Regions from separate parts of the Ovis aries genome. Here region 2 is linked to region 1. Evidence: chromatin contacts called from public Hi-C data. All regions are on one chromosome and are shown on one strand. The core of a region is the stretch at or near the end of the contact, and the rest is flanking DNA. Distances in the headings are between cores, read along the strand shown. Region 1 overlaps LOC105606890 (a long non-coding RNA gene). Region 2 has its middle 8.6 kb from the start of TGM2.

Evidence for each region. A called contact is a pair of places that touch in the nucleus more often than the background predicts.
Region 2: a Hi-C map of liver shows a contact between it and region 1, with 2.9 times the contacts expected there. The contact joins two enhancer-like sites. A contact is called at or near these places in 6 of 16 Hi-C or Micro-C datasets (liver, mixed tissues, muscle and 3 more).

Annotation. Positions count from the first base shown.
Region 1 is chr13:66,974,464-66,979,659 of ARS-UI_Ramb_v3.0, forward strand. LOC105606890 (a long non-coding RNA gene) reads left to right here. Exons shown (of 4, transcript XR_009595966.1): 3 at 1,742-1,806; 4 at 2,067-2,380. Among named protein-coding and RNA genes, the nearest start is that of TGM2, 53 kb to the right of the region's middle. Within about 2 kb of position 3,203, at least 8 of the 54 cell types and tissues checked have an H3K27ac peak or open chromatin away from gene starts, as enhancers often do. A contact at or near this core is called in liver, where this site is marked.
Region 2 is chr13:67,035,965-67,041,160 of ARS-UI_Ramb_v3.0, forward strand. No RefSeq gene overlaps it. Among named protein-coding and RNA genes, the nearest start is that of TGM2, 8.6 kb to the left of the region's middle. Within about 2 kb of position 2,062, at least 4 of the 54 cell types and tissues checked have an H3K27ac peak or open chromatin away from gene starts, as enhancers often do. A contact at or near this core is called in liver, where this site is marked.

The DNA of each region.
Region 1 (5,196 bases), core at 1,953-4,452:
GTCTCTGCCCTTCTCTGGCCTCAGTTTCCCTTTTGGAATTGGCCCAGAACCTCTTAGGTCCTGGCCAAATCAAAAGGTCAAAAGCTCCACTTGCGAGGAATGGAGAATGCCTCAAATGGAGAATTTTCAAAGGCAGGGCTTGTTCTTGACGTGGGGTGAAATGGCTGTTTTCAGACTGGCTGTGCATCTTTGGAATTGGTAGTTGCAGAGCTAAGAAAAGAATTTACCTGAAGGGAGGCTTTGTCAGCAGCTTCTGGAGTTTTTGTGCCGAGTCTTAGGACTGATGGAGGTGATATGTTAGTGTTTATCAGGGGCCATTGGTGAAGTTTAGGTGGTAAAAGGAGGTTAGTGCGGAGAAGGCAATGGCACCCCACTCCAGTACTCTTGCCTGGAGAATCCCATGGACGGAAGAGCCTGGTGGGCTGCAGTCCATAGGGTCGCTAAGAGTCGGAGACAACTGAGTAACTTCACTTTCTCTTCACTTTCGTGCATTGGAGAAGGAAATGGCAACCCACTCCAGTGTTCTTGCCTGGAGAATCCCAGGGTCGGGGGAGCCTGGTAGGCTGCCATCTACGGGGTCACACAGAATTGGACACGACTGAAGTGACTTAGCAGCAGCAGCAGGAGGTTAGTGGGGCTCGTGGCAGATGGAAAGTGGCAGGCGAGGGGGTCATCCGGGGGTCTGTCTTCTTGTCTCGGTCTCCACTCATTCTGCAGCCCAGAAAGCCCTTCCCCATCTCTGGGCCTTAATTTCCTCTGGCTAGTTTCTGAACCCCCTTTGAGCCTCAAAATTCTATGATTCTAATGAATTCTGTTTTAAAATTGTAGTTTTATCTTCCCAAGGACTTTAAGTTTTAGAAAAAATTCTCTATGTTTCTTTTCTTTTCTTTTTCTTTTTTTTTTTTTTTATGTTTTGGCTGCACCGAGTGGTATGCGAGATCTTAGTTCCCCAACCAGGGATCGAACCTATGCACCCCCTACAAATGAAGTGCAGATTCTTAACCACTGAACTGCCAGGAAAGTCCCTTAAATATATGTTTCTTAAGCACCCACTGGTGACAGGCACAATGGTTGCAGCTAGCAAAACCAGATTCGGTGGCTGCCATCATGGCACTTAGAGTCTTGGGGAAGGACAGACAGCGACCAATCAGATAAAGACACAGAGGGCCGGCAACACGCTACAACTAGAGGATGAGTTTTCAACAGACGACTTGAACTCCGTTAGGGTTGGACAGGGTCAGCTTCTTCAAGGAAGTGACTCTTGTGCCAATATCCCCAGGGTAATGAGGGTCTGACTAGGTGAAGGGTACAAAAAAAAGTGTTCCCGGAAGAGGAACAGCGTGTGGGAAATCTGGGTCAAGAGGGCACAGGGCCTGTTCGAGAGGAGCCAGCAGTGCTGTGAGGGGAGGCTGTCGAGGTCCAGGGCGAGTCAGACCCTGCAGAATCTTGTTGTCTGTGGAGAATTCTCATGCTTAGGATCACGGAGAGCCTCTGAAGCATTCTCAGCAAAGGCAGACAGCATCAAGTCTGCATTTTGACTCCTCTGAATGCTATTAGGAAGGGACAGGTGATGGTGGAAGGGATGGTGGGGGCAGAGCGGGGCAGAATAGATACAGGGGGACCAGTGAGGAGATGGTGATGGAGTTATGACATCCTGGTGAGACATGATGCGGGCCTGACTGGAGCCGTTACAGTCCAGAGTGGTCACATTCGGAAACGATTTAGGATTTTGAATTAACAGGATGTGGCGATAGATGGAATGAGGAGTCGAGGCCAACTCCCAGCTCTGCAGAGGTTCATCTGAAGGTGAGTCAGCCTTAGGTCTACCTGTGTGTCCCAGCCGCGGCCCCTCTGAGGTGGGCACCTTGTGAGATGGTCCGCAGTGACGCCCGGCTTCCTGGTTTTCCCACCCTCATATAATTCCCCTCCCGAGTGTGGGCTGGGCTTACTGACTGACAGCTAAGAAATAGGAAACATTGGCAGGGGAAACGCACTGACTGAAACTGCCCACCCTAGCCAGGCACCATAGTAACTGTTTGCCTGAGTTATTTTACATGTTACCACAGGGGTTACTGGAAAGGAACATGGAACTAAGGAGCCACCTCCAACCGGAAGAGTTCAGGAAAGGTCCAAAGGAGACACCACGTGTCCCACCACCTCCCAGAATCCTCACTGGAATTCATCGTGGCTGAGCAATGTGTGCACCACCAAGAAGGACCCTGAGTCAGAGTGATTGGCCAGAGACAACCCAGAAAGTAACTCCAACACCATAAAACCCAGGACTGCAAGCCATGTGGCAGAGGAGTCCTCCTAGGTCTCCTTACCCTCCTGCCCCCCTCCCAGGCCACCCTTCCCAATAAAGCCTCTTGCTCTGTCAACACGTGTGTCTCCTCAGACAATTCATTTCCGAGTGTTAGACAAGAGTCCACTCTCGGCCCAGGAAAGGATCCCCCTTCCTGCAATAGCATCACAAGTGGTGGGTGAAGAGGGTGGGTTATTAAAGGTCTGTGCCTTCCAGCTTGGATGCTTGTCTTTCTCCCTCTTCACCTCTTACACAGAGGCGGAGCAGGGGAAGGTATGGGGGGAGCCCAGCTGCCTTGACACGAGGCAGTTCCGTGCACAGGCACGTGTGAGTGAACTGGGTCATAGCTCTTCAGAAGCTGGCCAACAGCTACACAAGTGAGGGTGGAATCCAATCCTCCCAGAGTCAAGCCTTGACGTGTCTGCCATCTTGCTTCCTGCCTTGTGAAATCTCTTGACCCAGAACCTCCCAGTGACGCCACATTCAGATTCCTGAGCCACAGAAGCTGAATGTTATTAGTTATTTATTTCCAGCTGCTAAATGTGCGGGTAATTTCTTCGGCAGCAAGGGATAATCAATATGGTCCTCCCTCACATGTGCTCTGCTCTTAGCTTCTCTGGGGCTGTGAAGGGAAAGGGTTAACCCCAGGGCCCAGGCAGCAAGGTTAACGCCTCCAGCCTGAGGGACAGTTCATTACAGAGTTCCCTAGCAGCTCAGCCAACATGTGGTTCTGCTGCCAGCTAGCTTCAGCCCTCCTATGAGGCAGGGGTCCCCGACAGGGGTGGGGAAGATGGGGGGCATCCAGGAAACTGACAGATTTATTCACAGCCATGCTTCCCTACATCAGCCCGGATGCTACAGCTGCAAGGAAAGCCAGTGAGGCTCTGTGGCCATGTCCCCGGCAGGGGTCAGAGCTGCCTCAGCTCCTGGGTCACAGCATTTTCTAGAGATCATGGCCCTTGATTTATGGTGTTGAAAGACCAGAAGGTGAAAGTGAAAGTTGCTCAGTCGTGTCCGACTCTTTGCAGCCCTGTGGTCTTTAGCCCCTCCAGGCCCTTCTGTCCATGAAATTCTCCAGGCAAGAATACTGGAGTGGGTCGCCATTCCCTTCTCCAGGGGATCATCCCAACTCAGGGACTGAACCCAGATCTCCCACATTGCTGGCAGATTCTTTACCATCTGAGCCACCAGGGAGGCCAGAAGGAGGTGGTAAGGGGCTACCCCAAACCACAGAGACGGCCAATAACTGCAGGCGATATGTAAGGAGCATCTCCCAGGTGATGAACCCTTACATTAGTGATCACGTCTAATCCTCACTAAAACCCTAAAAAAGCAGGAAGGCCTTAGCCCCATTTTGCAGGTGAGAAAACCAAAGCTTAAGCTCAGGTAACTAGAGAGCACAGGTCGGACTCCAAGGTCTGCAGCCACAAGTCTCTGCCTCCTGGGCCCCTCCTGTGAGGACGGTGGATCTGGTGGCTGAGTGCCCGTTGAGGGAGCTGCTTCGGGGGATGAGGTGGAAAAGTCTAGCAGTCCTAGCAGTCCAGGCATGAGAGCAGCTCTACTGCTCCCTGCTGTGCCTTTAAAGGACTATGTCGAACTTCACTTGGAAAACAGTTACAAAAACCAAACCAAGAAAAACAAATATCGCATATCAACACATATGTACGGGATCTAGAAAAATGGTACAGACGAACCTATTTGCAGGGCAGGAATAGAGATGCTGAACAGACATGTGGACCTAGGGACGGAGTGTGGAACAAACTGGGAGAGTAGCACTGACTTATATAAACTCTCAGTGAGAAAACAGACAGCTCGTGGGAAGCTGCTGTGTAGCCCAGGGAGCTCAGCTCGGTGCTCTGTGATGATCTAGAGAGGTGGAATGGGGGGTGGGGGGGAGGCTCAGGAGGGAGGGAAAATATGTGTATTTATGGCTGATTCACTTTGTTGAACAGCAGAAACCAACACAGCAGTGTAAAGCAATTATACTCCAAGAAAGAAAAAAAAAGGAAGGAAGGAAGACAATAATGTGGGGGGAAAAACAAAAAGAAACAAACAAACAAAAAAAACAGATTAACATGGTGTTTCAGACTGTGTGGCTCAAAGTGAGACTGACCCAGTTCCAAGCTCTCACTTAGTGACCTGGAGCTAATAATAGATCCTACCTCATGGGGTCTAATGGGGGGGTCAGTGAAGTCAAGCCTTAGCCCAGTGCTGGACACAGAGTAAATCTCAGTAGAGTGCTGTTTGCAAGGAAGGATTTGCCTTTCACAAGGGATCTGTGGTGGTGGGGAAAAAGCCCTGACTCTAGGCAGCAGGGAGCCTTGGAAGGTTTTGAACAGGGTGAACCTTCTCCAGTTTTCCCTTGTGGAAAACCCTGAGGCCAACACCCATCCCCTCGGGGGAGCTGTTTTGTTTGCCAGAGAACTTGGACTTGGTAGATAAGTCTGGTGGGGTGGGGATGGAAGGCAAGAGGCAGGGCAAGAGAAATATCGTTGTGGGTTTTCTCTGAAAGGGGAGTCTAGGCAAGGGGAGTGGACAGTGATAAGATTAGCAATTGTGTTCTGGAGCCGTAAATCCTGGCTCATTTTACCTCCGTTGCCAGAAGCATTAAGTAAATTTTGACAAGAGCCAAAAGAAAGGAGAGAGGCTGCCTCCTGGGGCCAAGTGTGAGAAGAGCTGAGGTCCAGCCTGGGGAGAACCAGCCTTTAGCCCCCTTGGACGCAGCTCATCCTGTCCCTGCTTGAACCCTTCCACTGAAAGGAAGCTCACTCACACACGGAGTAAACCTTTCCCACAGGTTTATCTCCGAATGTTCAGAAGATCTTGTCCTCCAAGGGCAAATCTTCCCTGTGGTAGCTTCCTTCAATAATTCAGTGGATGGTTCTATGGAAACA
Region 2 (5,196 bases), core at 812-3,311, 60 kb after region 1:
TGTAAAATGGGTATGATAATAATCATGCTTACTTCTTCTCAGGCTTTCTGTGAGGATTAACACCATGCCTGATAGAGAACAAACATTCAGAAATGGGTGACTGATTATTTGACAATTAAGAAAATGAAGTAGTGATGTGTCTACAACATGGGTGAATACCAAACCATCACACTCAAGGAAAATAAGTTAATCACAGATGTCTACATAGAGTATGAGTCCATTTATATAAGATGTACAGGACAGACAAGTCAGTAGAAAGGGAAAGTGGTAGTTGTCAGGGACCGAAGGGAGGAGTGGGGAATGGAAGAGTGGATAATAATGGGTACAGGGTCTCTTTGGTGGAGTGGGGGGGTGAAGGAAATGTTCTAGAATCAGATTGTGGTGATGGTTGCACAAATATGTGACTATACTAAAAACAGTTGAATTGAACATTATAAATGGAAGAATTTTCTGGGGAGTAAATTATGTCTCAACATGTTTTTTTAATATGGCAGTAGATAATGAAGATCATGGCATCCGATCCCATCACTTCATGGGAAATAGATGGGGAAACAGTGGAAACAGTGTCAGACTTTATTTTGGGGGGCTCCAAAATCACTGCAGATGGTGACTGCAGCCATGAAATTAAAAGACACTTACTCCTTGGAAGAAAAGTTATGATCAACCTAGACAGCATATTCAAAAGCGGAGACATCACTTTGCCAACTAAGGTCCGTCTAGTCAAGGCTATGGTTTTTCCAGTAGTCATGTATGGATATGAGAGTTGGACTGTGAAGAAGGCTGAGCGCCAAAGAATTGATGCTTTTGAACTGTAGTGTTGGAGAAGACTCTAGAGAGTCCCTTGGACTGCAAGGAGATCCAACCAGTCCATTCTGAAGGAGATCAGCCCTGGGATTTCTTTGGAAGGAATGATGCTAAAGCTGAAACTCCAGTACTTTGGCCACCTCATGTGAAGAGCTGACTCATTGGAAAAGACTTTGATGCTTGGAGAGATTGAGGGCAGGAGGAGAAGGGGACGACAGAGGATGAGATGGCTGGATGGCATCATTGACTCGATAGACATGAGTCTGAGTGAACTCCGGGAGTTGGTGATGGACAGGGAGGCCTGGTGTGCTGTGATTTATGGGGTCGCAAAGAGTCGGACACGACTGAGCGACTGAACTGAACTGAACTGAGGAATATTATACAACAATTAAAAGCCAGACGAGGTAGTCTTCTGTGTATGGACATGAAAATAATTCCAAGTCACAACGTTGAGCAAAAAAAGGAAATTGCAGGACATTATCTAGGATGTGATTCCACAAGACTATTCATTTCTTATGAAAATAATAAGTAAATATATGTAAAATATGTAAACAGAAGTACACAGAAGAAGGTCTGGAAAATTTCTCTCCAAATTGCTGATGGTGATGGGGGGAGTATGAGGACCATAATTAGGGGGCGGTAGTGGTGATCAAAGGGTTCCCAGGTGGCTCAGTGGCAAAGAATCTGCCTGCAGTGCAGGAGATGAGGGTTTGATCCCTGAGTCAGGAAGATCCCCTGGATAAGGAAATGGCAATCCACTCTGGTATTCTCCCCTGGAAAATCCCATGTGCAGAAGAGCCTGGTGAATCTAATTGATTCGCAAAAGAATCGAATACGACTTAGTGGCTAAACAACAACAAGTGGTGATTAAAGGTGATTTCAGTATTCCCTGGAAGGTGATAAAATTTTTAAGTAGAGAAGTATTTTTATGTATCACTTTGGTAATTAAAGATTAACTTTTCAAGAGGAAAAGAATAACCTGTTTACATTTAGAATAGAGTTTTTATAAAAATGGAAATACTCCAAAAGAAATTCTAGTAGGTAGAAAAAAATACAGACTGAGGAAAAAAAAAAAAAAGAAAAGAAAAGAAATTTGCAAAAAAAAAAAAAAATCCACAATCAGTCTATTTAAAAAAAAAAAACTTTTGTCAATATTGGCACAATCTTACAAAACCAAACCCATGAGCACAGCACATGAGTAAAGACAAAATACACAAATGTTTCCACATCTGCAATTTGGAATTTTGAAAAGGGTACACTGAGTTTCTGTTTACTTCCCAATCCTATTTATGTCTTTAAATGTTTCTGGAGCACTTAATCCCAGTGAAATCTAAGAAAGTGCTTGAAAAATCCTTTCCTGTGTTAAAAGGAGGGTCAGAGAGGTGAAGTGATTTGCCCAAGGTCACCTAGCTCAGAAGGGGCAGAGCAAGTGCTCCAAAGTGCATACTCGGAATCCATATGGCTGGGACTTCATGCCAGGAGAGTTCAGCCTTGGTGTGGGAGCCTGGTGAAGCCACCATGGCCATTTGGGGCTACAGAGGCCTGGGAGATGAACCACTGGATTCTGTAGCATTACCCTGCTTCTCCCCCACTTAGACTGAGTCATTGGTTGTGTCTGCCTGACACACCCCATTCAGTCAATAAGAATCAAACACTCTTTCATGGAAATAAATGACTCTCTAGGGCAGAGGCTGAGCTTGTCCGGCTAAATTGAACACTTGTGTGGCTCGAACGAACCACCACTTGTTTCTCCCGCCTGCTTGATGAGCCACTCAAGTGACTGAACCCAGGGCTTGTAGGTCTGAAGCAGCCCTCAGCTTGACCCAGGCAGTCTGAAACCCAACCTTCACATCTGAGGGTAGTCTGCCAGCTCCGCATCCCACCGTCACAGAAGATGGAAGCTTTGGCCACGTTCCTACAAAGACAGAGCTCAGCGTCTAGGATAATGAACCCCGAGGCTATAGGTCCCTGCCGTTGCAGCCTTCTTGGTAGCTGCAGCTTGTTTGCTTCTGGGGAAACTCCCCTTTCTGTGGGCTTGATGGGGCTGTCAATCAAATGGCCCTGCCCAACTCTAGTTAATTGCGGGCCTGGGACCCAAACACAGCCAATCAGAAGCTCTTCTGGGACTTGGCATCTTCCAACTCGGATACAAGTTCTAAATGATGGTAAAATTCGCTGGTTCATTCCTAAAACCACTTCACGTTTTGTCTTTTCTGAAGCTCAGCTTTTTAGCTTTTGTTTGACTTTTAAAAGTCAGATTTATTGAGTTGCAATTTATACATGCATTTCCATTTCACCTTTTTGAGTATACAGTTCAATGAGCTGACAGACATGTACTGTCCTGTTACCACATCACAATTGTGATTTAGAACGTCACCAACAGCCTCCAAATTTCCCCCCTGCCCTTTTCCTGGCAATTCTCTCCCCACTTCCTCTGTGCCTGGCAACCGCTAACTGATCACTGTTCCTATTTTTTGTCTTTTCTGGATGTCATGTAAGTGAAATCAGACAATAGACACCCTTTTGAGTCTGGTTTCTCTCATTTAACACAGTGCATTTGAGATTCATCCAATTGTTGCAAGTGCCCACCATTCCTCCCTTTGTGTTGCTGAGTAGTAAGTATTCCATTGAATGAATACATCACAGTTTATTTCTACGTTAACCAGTTGAAGGACATTTGAGTTGCTCTGGGTGATTATGGATATAGCTGCTATAAATACAGAGCTACAGTTCTTTGTGTGGACATATATTTTCACTTCTTTTGTGTAAGTACCTGTAAGCCATCCCCATGTCCTTACAATTGATTTTTTTTTTTTTTTGTAAACTGTTAAGCTCCCCTGAGTCTGCGTGTCTATTCATATAACCAAAGACCGAAATGGACATTTCTCTTATTAAATTCTCCAAACAACTCTAAGGGATTTAGGGATTATTGTCTTCATTTTACTGGGGAAATCGAGGCTCAGAGAGCCTAAATAACCTGCGTTGAACCACAGAGCAAGGATTTGAATCCAAATCAAAGTCCTAAAGGGAGTCATAGCTGCCTTTCTAAATCCCTGGTCACCTTGGTGGGAGAATAGCTTCATAATGAGGGTTCTAACTCATATTGATTGGCTGACAGTTGGCAGAATAAATGCCTCACCCCTTTACTCCGACCTCAGTTTGCCCACTGGAGAAATGACAAGATTGGACCAACAATGAATTTCTGATGCTCCAGATTCACTGGTTTCAACACGCTATGACTATTAATAAGATAGAGCTGTCTGATAAACCATTCCTCGGAAATGGAGCTGTCTGATAAACCATTCCCGGGAAGTGGGGGAGGGGAGCCCAGCACACGCCCCCCAACACACAGCAGCCCCCAGAGATGGCTTCCTGAGCTTGCACCCTGCCCGGCTGACCCCCAGCAGAGCAATTTGCACTCTCTGCTTTCCTGGCCTGAGAGAAAAAAATACCCCTGTCACATTGGATTAACATCACCCCTCTCGCTGAGAATCTTCTCCTGGGTGCAGCCCCCTCTCTTTGTCAATATTTTCAGAATGTTCAGGTTTCTAAACAAGACCTGACAGGTTAAGGTGGTTTTTTTTTTGTTTTTTTTTTTTAAGAATAAAACGAATCACCTTGAACATGGTCTGGAGGCTCAAATTAGATTAACCCTGTCCTTTCCCAAGTGGCAGTTGGGCTTTTAGCCTTGCTGGGGGATGGAGAGGTGAGAAGCGGAAAGAGGAAAGAGGCTGATGCCTCGACCCACCTTCTTCCCAGATCCTCATCCTCCCTGGGTGGTACCCAGGCCTCTCCAGAAACCCAGAGGCAGAGTGACGGAGGCCTTCCAGGTGCAACAGCCACATGCTGTTAGCTGGGAGCACGCCTGGTGAGCTAAAGGGGTGGCAGGGAGGCCGGCGTAGTGGGAGCGGAGTGAGCAGGAAGGGAACGAAAGTGGCGGACGGAAAGCACAGGTCCACACACAGGTCATGCATGTAACTTCGTGTTACACGTAACTTCACCTGTTTTCTCACCCAAATAGTGAGAGTGAGAGTTCCAGTCTCTCAGACTTGAGAATAAATGCGCTATTGTATGGGACAGCATAGGGCACAGTGGGAGCCACACAAACCTTGGCTGTTTTAATGACTCGTTATTTTTAGGGGCTTCAAGTGCCATCTGTTTCCGCAGGTCAGCTCTCGGGTGTGGGTGAAAGGGGGATGCTAGCATCTTGTGCACCCACTGTGCGCTGGCTCTGTGGGGAGAAGCCTTATGCATGTACTTGCTCATCATTGGTTTGTTTGCAGCCCCATCCGGCCCTACAAAGACCCTGAGTTGTCCTTCTCTTCCATAATTCTGTCTGCATGAAGAATGGCTCCATCCCCCCAGTTGCCAGATGAGAAGAGTGAGGTTGTG